2 separate regions of the Hordeum vulgare genome follow, and region 2 is linked to region 1. Evidence: chromatin contacts called from public Hi-C data. All regions are on one chromosome and are shown on one strand. Each heading gives the region's core, a stretch centred on a gene start, on an enhancer-like site or on the middle of the called end of the contact. The rest is flanking DNA. Distances are from core to core; before and after follow the strand shown. Region 1 holds the start of LOC123425610 (probable serine/threonine-protein kinase WNK1). Region 2 has its middle 150 kb from the start of LOC123425610.

Region 1 (4,841 bases), core at 359-2,858:
ACCAGAATCACAAGAGCTGCAAATGGCTAAAAAAATATCCAAGAGGCACTCCTTACAGAGATCACTCTCTTGTAGATCTGCACCGGGTGCGTGCATTCGCTATACGGGTACTCAAAGGTGACCATCTCAAGCACGCACATGCCGAAGGAGTATATGTCCACCAGCTCGTTGTATTCCTCGGCATACACCTCCGGCGCCATGAACTCCGGCGTACCTGCCCAAACAATCGGACACGCCAATCTCATCAAATTTCCACAGAACCATCATCATTTGGGACCGTAAAACACCATTTTTCCATGCTAGGTAGCTAATCGGCCGAAGCTTACCTACGCAGTGAACAGCATGGGACTTGCGGAGGATGGCGGCCAGGCCGAGGTCGCCGATCTTGACCTCACCCTGGTTACCATTGACGAAGATGTTGTCACACTTGAGGTCCCGGTGGATGATGGGTGGATTGTGGCTGTGTAGGTACAGCAGGCCGCTGAGGATCTGCCGGCACCAGTCCTTGACCGCCCATATATTCACCTTCCTGTGCTTCTGCCTGTACCTAATCACCAGCAAATCACAAGCAATCAATTAGGCATACAGAACAGAAGATACGTACTACTACTACTTTCTTTCTAGAATTGGGCAGAAAAAAAGGAGATTTCCTTTAGATTGAGCGTACAAGGATACAACTTTATTGAGCATTAAAGAGAGTTAGATGAGATTGGTGCGGCTTACTGGCGGAGGGTGCCGGAGGTGAACATCTCGGTGATGAAGTTGATGTGGCGGGCGGAGACGTCGACCCAGGAGGTGTAGAACTTCATGATGTTCTTGTGCTTGAGCGTCTTGAGGAGGTGGATCTCGCAGTAGAGGCGCTCCAGGTCATCGGGGCACTGGAGGAAATCGTAGAGCTTCACCTGGTTCCACGCCACCTCCATCCCCTGGTACTCGTCGAACGCCCGGTACCTGAAACCAGACCAGGCGCTCGTCGTCAGCAGTCAGCTCGGGCGGCGCGAGGCGGACAAGAAAGAAGCGACAGCAAGCAGCGAGCGAGCGAGCAGAGGACGGCGGATCTTACACGGTCTTGGACGCGCCCTTGCCGAGGACGTCGTTATACTGCAAGAAGCATGGAGCAAACGGATCAGCGATCTGGCATGGCAGGGTAACGTATCGAGAAACGGCCGCAGGAGGAGGAGGGGAGCAGGGGGAGGGAGGTTGTTGGTGGTGGTGGGGGTGGCGCCGTACCCTTCCGTACCGGCCGGTGGGGTCGAGCTCCGCGTACTCCCCGCAGTCGGCCGCGTTGGCGCTGGCGTTTGCCCTGGCGCCCATCATCCTAGCTATCTCCGGCTCGCTCCGGCCTCGGAAGCAGCGCAAGAAAGCACCCGCTCCGCGCCGCCCGGGAGGCAGCTGCTGGCTCGCCGGCGCGCTCGCGCTCGCGCTGCTAGGAGGAGTGGATGGGGAGTGAGGAGGGGCAGGGGGGCGGGGAGGAGGAGAGGATCGGCGCGGGAGCGAGCGGCCTATTTAGGGAAATGTGGGCACACATGGTGTGTGTGGGCAGAGAGAGAGAGAGAGATGGGAAGGAGCCAAGGAGGAGGGGGTGGGGATGATGAGGCTTTAGTTGTAGATTGTAGATTAGATCAATGGGAAAGCCGCAGATAAACTTGCCGTTTTTAACTCCACACGAGAGATGAGATTTACTAAGCTACCTGCTGGGCTGGGCCAGCTACGTGGTACTGTACGTACTAGGGGTGACAGGATCCTAGATACTGTCGTTGGTTAGTCGGGTGAGACTACAATTCCATCATGACACGGTCAAATTAGCCTCACTTCCATGCCGATATACTAATCCACAATTATTCGGTGTAAACAAATTAGACCGCAATCGTCTCTAAAAGGAACTGGAATTACAGTAGAAAAATGCAGGCCGGTCTCTGCGTTTTTTATTCCTTTCAGAAAAGGCAGCCCGATTTTCCAAGAAAGCATGTTTGGTTTGGACCCAAATGTTGTTCAATCCCATGGGCGAAAACGACCGCTCGCAGAAAAGTACTGTATATATGAATGTAGAAGCTCTGGGGGAAGAAACTATGTCGAGAAGCTCTTTAACCGGAAAAAGGGACAGCTGATTAGGAACCACGATCTTGGCGCAAACTGAACAAGAAAATTGAATATTTACTGGGGTTCTTGTTTTTCTTGCTTTCCTCCTTGACATCGCAAATCTGACTCTCTTTTTTGACTTCGGAGAAGAAAACGAAATGGTTCGAGAGCGGCCCCTTTGTTTTGCCTCCCCATTGATGATCAAACCCTGCTAAACGCTATGCTCCCCCGGCGAACTCACTTGGGCCATGATGGTGCGGGGTGCTCCGTTCATGTCCATGGAAAGTTGCTCAAAGCTATAGTACTCCTAGATAGGAGCACCCGGGTTCATCTTCATTTTCCAACACGTTGAAAATTTGTAAGCAGTTTAAAGAAACCGGATAATTGGACAAAATAACTCATACATGAGCTTCACCCTCATCCACCGCTAATCATATAGGTAGGTGATGTCGAGTAGGGCATTTGGAGACAGAGCATCATGAAGACCTTAATTTTGACAATAACAAAATTCAAAATTTATGTTTTAAAAGTTATGAAAAAAATAAACATGTATACAAGAATGCGATGTGTATGTGTGTACAATTTTATTATGAGATACCTTGAATTTCGAGCTGCCCCCAAAAAAGCATGATATTTAAAGATGAACAATACATATGCTAAAAGCCCAAATTTGTTTTTTTTTGTACCTCACATTTTAACTTGTTTCGACCTGAAATTTACACACATGTACATCATGAATCTAGTTACACATATATTTTTCAGAATTTTTTAAAAGAAGAGTTTGAATTTTAAAGTTTCCAAATTAAGGCCTTCGTGGAGCACGGTCTCCATTTGGCATTTTCGGGTGATGTTAGTTATATAATTTGCCATGCTTACCTTATAATTATCAATGGATGTGGTTTCATTGAGAAATAATAGTTTTTAAAAAACATATAATACAGATGGAGACACTCACAAACATGTATATACGCTCAGTGACGGACCCATGAATTAAATGAAGGGTGTGCACACTAAAAAAATCTGCCTAATCCAAGTGTCATGTAATATACTCAATTGTTAAAATCTGGCATCGATTTCAACATTGGTCATTGAACCGCATGCATCTAAAAGCACACTACGTAGACAGTCGAACCAAACAAAGGAAAGACTAGCAAATCTGGCGTTGACTTCCTAATCCACACCCCGACCTCTCTCCCCACACACTTATCCCCACTCTTCTCCTCATTCATCTCCCATGCACATACATGCGGAGAGAAGTCGGAGCAAGCTACACGGCGACGATGCTCCATAGAGGATAGAGAAGAACCACAAGTAAGGGAGATGAAAGAGAGAGAGGAATGGAGCAAGGGTGTAACAACCTACCTTTTTCGGCATACGGTCTCCATGTGTCTCTATGCCAACCCCTGGATCTAATCGTTGGCATACACGGTAACCATGTTGTATCATACACAAATGCGTCTTTTATTACATCGCATCATCTAGAAAGCAAACAGTCTTACAAACTCTAGCCATAGGCTAGTCAAATACATAGTCCTACAATAAGCAAACAAAGTTCATAACAAGGAGAAACGAAAGCAAATCTACGATAGATGTCTTGGTAAGATCCATCAATGCCACGGGGAAGCATGTCGAGTGGAGGAACCAAACCCTATGAAAGTCACTCCTTGCAACCACTAGGGTCAATAGATTGAATATATTGGCAAGTCCACAGTTAATGGAAACATGATCACCTACATGCTCTTTGGCTGGTGGGGTTCAAGGCTCTTTGCCGAAAACATAGTTTTGCCCTATAGTTTATAATATACTTGTCTACTCTAAAAGTTGGTCATATCGTATCACATGGTAGACGTGGACATGTCGTATCACACGGTAGTCCAATGCAGATTGAGCGTGTGGACCTCCGCCTCACACTTCGGTCACAAGCTTCCCTCCAAAGACCCTCGTTCACTCCTAGTCCTCCGAGGAATAGTGCCACAACTCCACATTGATTCAACCAATTGATTTTAAATGAAGAGGTGATTGAGATCAACTGACAATTCTCAAATGAGTGCTCAAAGTTGTCCGTTACCGAGGACACGACTAATCATGATCGGTTTTATACACTTTGCACAGGTTTTTGTACTTTACCCGTGATTCCCGATCACACCCTTATGCCACTAAACTTCACTAGTGAAGTAGCAAGGTAGATCAAGACAAGACTTTTGGGAAGTAGTCGCCCTCTCATAAATGACATACCAAGTCTAACATACACACCTACATTTGTTGGTCTCCAGCAGGAGGGTTCCCACAACCTACTTGGTCAAGACAGAGACCATATTGTCTCACGGTCACACATGCAAGCTACTCAACTTTTGAACTCGTACAATCCCTTTTATACCTGGATGGCATTCCCCACCAATAACTACACTCTGATGACCCAATCAAAGCAAGTCCATCCAGATCGATTCATTATTAAAGTAGTAGTAGTTAAGTAGTCAACCGTGCGAGTGTATCGTGGAATAATAATCGATGTTTCCCAATCCACGTCATAGCAGCTAAGCAACTACTCGATGGTTACAAGGTTAGGGTAAGTTTGGACATAAGTTGTCAAGTACTCAGTTGTACATAATTTAGCATCCTAACTCACACACTTATCATGGCAAAACTACAATGCAAGTAAAATATTGGGTGATATGACCAAGTGGAACTTGCTTTGGTTGTTATTGTCCCTGGTGAACTCCACACTGTCACACGGGTTACACTACTCGTAATCTAATGTCAAC
Region 2 (5,172 bases), core at 967-3,466, 150 kb after region 1:
ACTTGAAGAGAATTACAAGGATATGAAATCATGCATAAGAGAGATCAGAAGAAACTCAAATAAGATTCATAGATAATCTGATCATAATCCACAATTCATTGGATCTCGACAAACACACCACAAAAGAAGATTACATCGGATAGATCTCCATGAAGATCACGGAGAACTTTGTATTGAAGATCCAAGAGAGAGAAGAAGCCATCTAGTTACCAGCTATGGACCCGTAGGTCTATGGTGAACTACTCACGCATCATCGGAGAGGTCATGGTGTTGATGGAGAAGCCTTCCGTGTCCGAATCCCCCTCCGGCAGGGCACCAGGACGTGCCCAGACGGGATCTTGCGGAGACAGAAGCTTGCGGCGGCGGAAAAGTGATTGCGATCGTCCTGTGATTTTTTTGGGAATATTTGGGAATTTATAGGCGCAAGATCTAGGTCCGGGGACCTCCAGGGGGGCCCACAAGCATGCATGGCGCGGCCCCCCTGGCCGCGGGGTGGGGGCTTGTGGGGCCCCTGGGCTCTTCTGGCTTGGGCCCCAAGCTCTCCGATCTTCTTCCGTTCCAGAAAAAATCTTTTCGGAGATTTTCTTCCGTTTGGACTCCGTTTCAAAATCTCATCTGAAAGGGGTCAAAAACATGGAAAAAAGGAACTGGAACTTGGCACTGAATTAATAAGTTAGTCCCAGAAAATAAATAAAAGGCATGCAAAACATCCAAAGTTTGACAAGATAATAGCATGAAACCATCAAAAATTATAGATACGTTGGAGACGTATCACCCACCTCGCAGCAGCCATGGGCCTGTGGAACTACGGCCGCAAGGGCACCCACGACCGTGAGGTTGGCTCCTCGTCGGGACGCCGCCGCGGCTCCGTGAAGGAGGAGGGCGCATTGCCACCACGCCAGGCCAACGCTCCCTTGACCATCGCTCCTAGGCCCGTCGGCCATCGCGACCAGCAGTACCTCAGCGTTGAGGTATGCCAGCACTACTAGGAGACGAGGACGCCGGTCTCGTGGAGCGACATCCACGTCCCCCACGCGTGGCACCTCTCCGCCGATCACGTCCCTATCCCGGCGGTGCCGACGAGCGGTCGTGCGCGCCGCGAGGAGATCGAGCGCCGCCACCTCCTCCCCGATGACCTCTACTACGACGAAAGGTACTCCGCCGACTCCACCCTCTGGGACACCTGGCTCAGTGACGAGCACGACGTGCGGCGTGCCTCCAACTTCGCCGGCACGGTCTCGGGGCCGCGGCGGGCACCGGAGGTGCGCGGGCGTACACGGGTACGCGGCCTCACGCTCATGTCGTCGCCTTCCCCGTCTAAGTCAGCACCTCCACCTCCTCGCATGACGGGGGAGGAGGAGGCCCGGCTCATGCAGCGCGTGAGGGAGGACTCCATGACGACGCATGATGAGCGCCAAAGGCCGGGCCTGGACCGCGCCATGGCCCTCTCTAGGGCCGGCGACGTCGCCATCCCCGAGCAGATGGAGGAGGAGGAGGTGGCCACGTTCCCTCCGGAACTGGTGGGCGCGTCATGGGGGTGGCCGTGCACCGCGCCAGAGATGGCGCAGGCAGTGGGGACCGTGAACTGGTGCCCCACGCCGCCGCGGTCATAGGAGCGGGACGCCTCGCCACGGGAGGAGATGCTGCAGGCCAGCTTCCAGCCCGCCCCCGCGCACCAGGGACTGTCGGCCCACCTCTGGATGTCGCGGCCTACGTCGATCTCGTGAGCGACGGTGACGACGACGACACCGGCGGCAAGTGAAGACGGCGACGACAACGGCAACGACGGACTTCTTTTTTTTATGTCAATTATGTCAAACTGGGCCGTTTTGTGGCCGTGAAAACTGAGCCGTTTTTAATGTTAATGTTGTTATGTTTTAGGTTTTTTAACTGCGTTTATTTATTTTAGTTGAGTTTTCTTAATTTTTTAATCAAGTCCAACGCGGACATGATTTAAGATGCGGCCGCGCGGTGGACGCATGCACGGTCCAACGGACACAGACGGACATGGGCGAATTCATTACCATCGCAAACGGACAAAATCCGGCTAAACCAAACGTCCGTTTGGGTCGTGCGGTGTAGTTGGTCTAAGAGCTCACACCGTCCGGGATGCGCGTCCGCGGAAGTCTAGTAGTCCAAATTAGCAACTCGTGATTATAGATGCTCTTCTAATACAGCCGGTGTGTGAGGCAGCCCACATGGCGCTCGCCGACAACAGCCACCACTCCTGCCAGGTACCCACGCGGCCTCAGCCCCGTACGGAACCGGAGCCTTGTACGGTAGTCCCATCCCGGGCAGCCACCAGGATCAGTGCGGCTTTTGCACGCTGCGCTGCCTCTTTCCCTCCTCGGCTACCGGCATCGATCCGGCCGGCCAGAGACGGCTATAAAAATTTCCACGTGGCTGTTGAAGTAAGGTATGTACTGTATGTGCGTTCGTCGATGGCGAGACTTAGCTTTAATCTTTTGATGACCGGCGAATGGCGATTCTCTAGAGATGATGCTGGTAGATTACTACTACTCCCTCCGTCTTAGTTTATAAGTCCGACACGGATATATAGATCGTCAATTTCTTCAACTTAATGATAAATATATATTATAAAAATATATTATTATAACTATAGATGTTTTATTTTCTAATGATATAATTTTTATATTAAATAATAGATTTTATATACTTCCTCCTTTCCGGTTTATAGGGTCATTTCAAAATTTTCATATTTTCATTATATTAAGCTCATTTTGAGTCTAATTGAGTTAAAATGTTTTGAGTCACACGCCATATTTAATACATAGAGTTTAGAGAAAGAAGATGAGTGGCTATGCATACATCGTTTTCTACATCCACTATCCAAGTCCAATGAGAAGGAAGATGGTACATTTATTGCCTTGAAAATTGAATATGTGAAAAGTATTTAATTGGATAGTTAAAACTAGTGTCATCCACTTACAATTCACCTTGGTTGATGAGATTTCAGATTTAAACCCTATAAACCGGAAAGGAGGGAGTAAGTTAAATTGACGACCTAAGTATACGTGTGTGTCTTATAAACTGTGACGGAGGTAGTACTATATGTCATAGGTGTTCGTACAGTTTCATTTTAGTGATTAAAACCATGCAATCCTACATCAGCAAGCCTAGATTGACAACAAGTTTTAGGCTAGTCATAGTGAGGAGTATCATATAGTAATATCATGCATATGATACTATTGTATGATACTACCTTCATAGTGCATAGTATCATAATGTAGTATCATAGATGACCTTATTTATTGACATGCATAACACATAGTAGCATAGCATTTACTCACTCCGTTCCTAAATATAAGTCTTTTAAGAGATTTCACTAGGAGTCTACATACAGAGCAAAATGAATGAATCTACACTCTAAAATGTGTCTATATACATCCGTATGTAGTCTACTAGTGGAATCTCTAGAAAGACTTATATTTAGGAACGGAGGGAGTAACATGTTACGGTATCTATCTATGTTACTCTAACCTTTTTTTTAATTATCTGTCACATCAGCATTTCTGTTAGTCTCAAATACATGATACTACCTTAATTACTCTCATTATGGCTAGCCTTATTTGAGAAGCCCGAGCTTAATTTAATATTCTTTGACCTTTGGTTGGACTCAATAAAACCAGCCTCTGTCGATAAAATGTTCGAGCGGGACAATGTGGCCTCATTTTCCGTCTTTTGGACTTAAAAATGGAAGAAAATTAGCGTTCATAGATCCTCGGACAAAGACATGTAGTACCTCCGAATATCCAGAGTTCGCATAGGTGCACTTAGCCCAAGTCATGTTCTTATTTCCATCGCAAAAAAATAATAATCATATTCTTATTTCAGGGATACTGTGCTATGAAATCTTTGTGTATTCATATTAAGATAGAATCGCCTAGTGAGCATGCGGCAGTTGTAAATTCCGACAGCCTCCTTATCAAAGTGTTTCTCGCTCAATCCTAATTTGACCTTGGATTTTTTTTCCGTGCCTCCCGAGCTTGATTCCGGTGCGTGGGTGGTGGTGTGGCTGCCTAGGGGGGGTCATTTGTGAGATGGACCTGTAGTCAATGAGTGCGGTCGGTGGGGTTCTGTGCGAGGGAAGCGGACGAGAGATCGCACATGGGGAGCCCCGAGCGATTAGATGACCAGTTGATTCATTCATGCGCATTTGATCTTTTGGAAGGAAAACAGGAGCTCACTGCTTCGCTATCCCAACAACAGAGATGACGAGGCCATGGTTATCCGGAAAAATCTTATTTGATGCTCGCTGCGTTAAACTGTCCACCAATTGCTAAGGCGATCGAGCGATCATTTTAGATTGGGCCGGCCCACCAAAACGTTTTTAATTTTCTCGGTTTTGGAATACTTCTATAGGTTTTCAGCTGTTTTTTTTGTGTGTTTTGGGAAACTTCTAGAAAGTTCCTGGGCCGGATTTTTCCTGTTCTGTTTCTCTTTTATTTTTACTTTTTACTTTTTTATTTCTGCTTTTTTTCTCAAATTTATTTTTCTTTACTTAAAAAATGTTCGCATTTTAGAAAAAAATGTTGATTTTAAACAAAAATGTTCGTGTTTTCAAACTTTGTTCATAGATTTCATACAAAAACAGAATTTCCAAATTTGTTCACTTTGTTTAGAAAAATGTTCGGTAATTGAAAACAGAATCACAAATTTGTTTTTATAGAATGTCCACATTTTAAAACATTTTTTCATTTATAAAGAAAAAAATTCACTATTTTTCAAAAAAATGTGTTTTTAAATTTTGTTTGAAAGTTTCAAAATACCGTGTCTCCAACTTTTATTCTGGACTTCCAAAAAATGTTCCCCATTCAAAACAATTGGTCACTCTTTGCAAAAAAAGTTCTTGTTTTCAGAAAACGTTTCTGTTTTCTTAAACATTTGTTTGCAGATTTTGGAAACAGGGGCATTTTTGAAATTACTGAAGAATTATAATAATTTATGAAGAAAATTGAAAAAATCGTTTTTTTGGGAATTTGAAATTCTAAACTTCTTTGCATTTTGAGAAAAAATTGAAAACAGGGAAATTTAATGGAAAACTGAACCAAAATTTTAAAAAATGTTTGTGTTTCAAAAATAATGACTATTTTGCTCAAAAATTTGTTTAGAAATTAAAAATTTTGCTTGCGTTTCAATAAGTGTTCAAGA

What was found. A called contact is a pair of places that touch in the nucleus more often than the background predicts.
Region 2: a contact with region 1 is called in a Hi-C map of seedling, with 5 times the contacts expected there. The contact joins the enhancer-like site here to the promoter of LOC123425610 in region 1. A contact is called at or near these places in 4 of 6 Hi-C or Micro-C datasets (leaf and seedling) and 1 of 1 datasets of contacts at active chromatin or transcription factors (embryo).

Annotation. Positions count from the first base shown.
Region 1 is chr2H:148,699,023-148,703,863 of MorexV3_pseudomolecules_assembly, forward strand. LOC123425610 (probable serine/threonine-protein kinase WNK1) reads right to left here and starts at 1,609. Exons shown (of 7, transcript XM_045109304.1): 1 at 1,231-1,609; 2 at 1,064-1,101; 3 at 724-951; 4 at 327-547; 5 at 57-214. The coding sequence starts at 1,317.
Region 2 is chr2H:148,846,920-148,852,091 of MorexV3_pseudomolecules_assembly, forward strand. No RefSeq gene overlaps it. Among protein-coding and RNA genes, the nearest start is that of LOC123425610, 150 kb to the left of the region's middle. Within about 2 kb of position 2,217, at least 3 of the 3 cell types and tissues checked have open chromatin away from gene starts, as enhancers often do. A contact at or near this core is called in leaf and seedling, where this site is marked.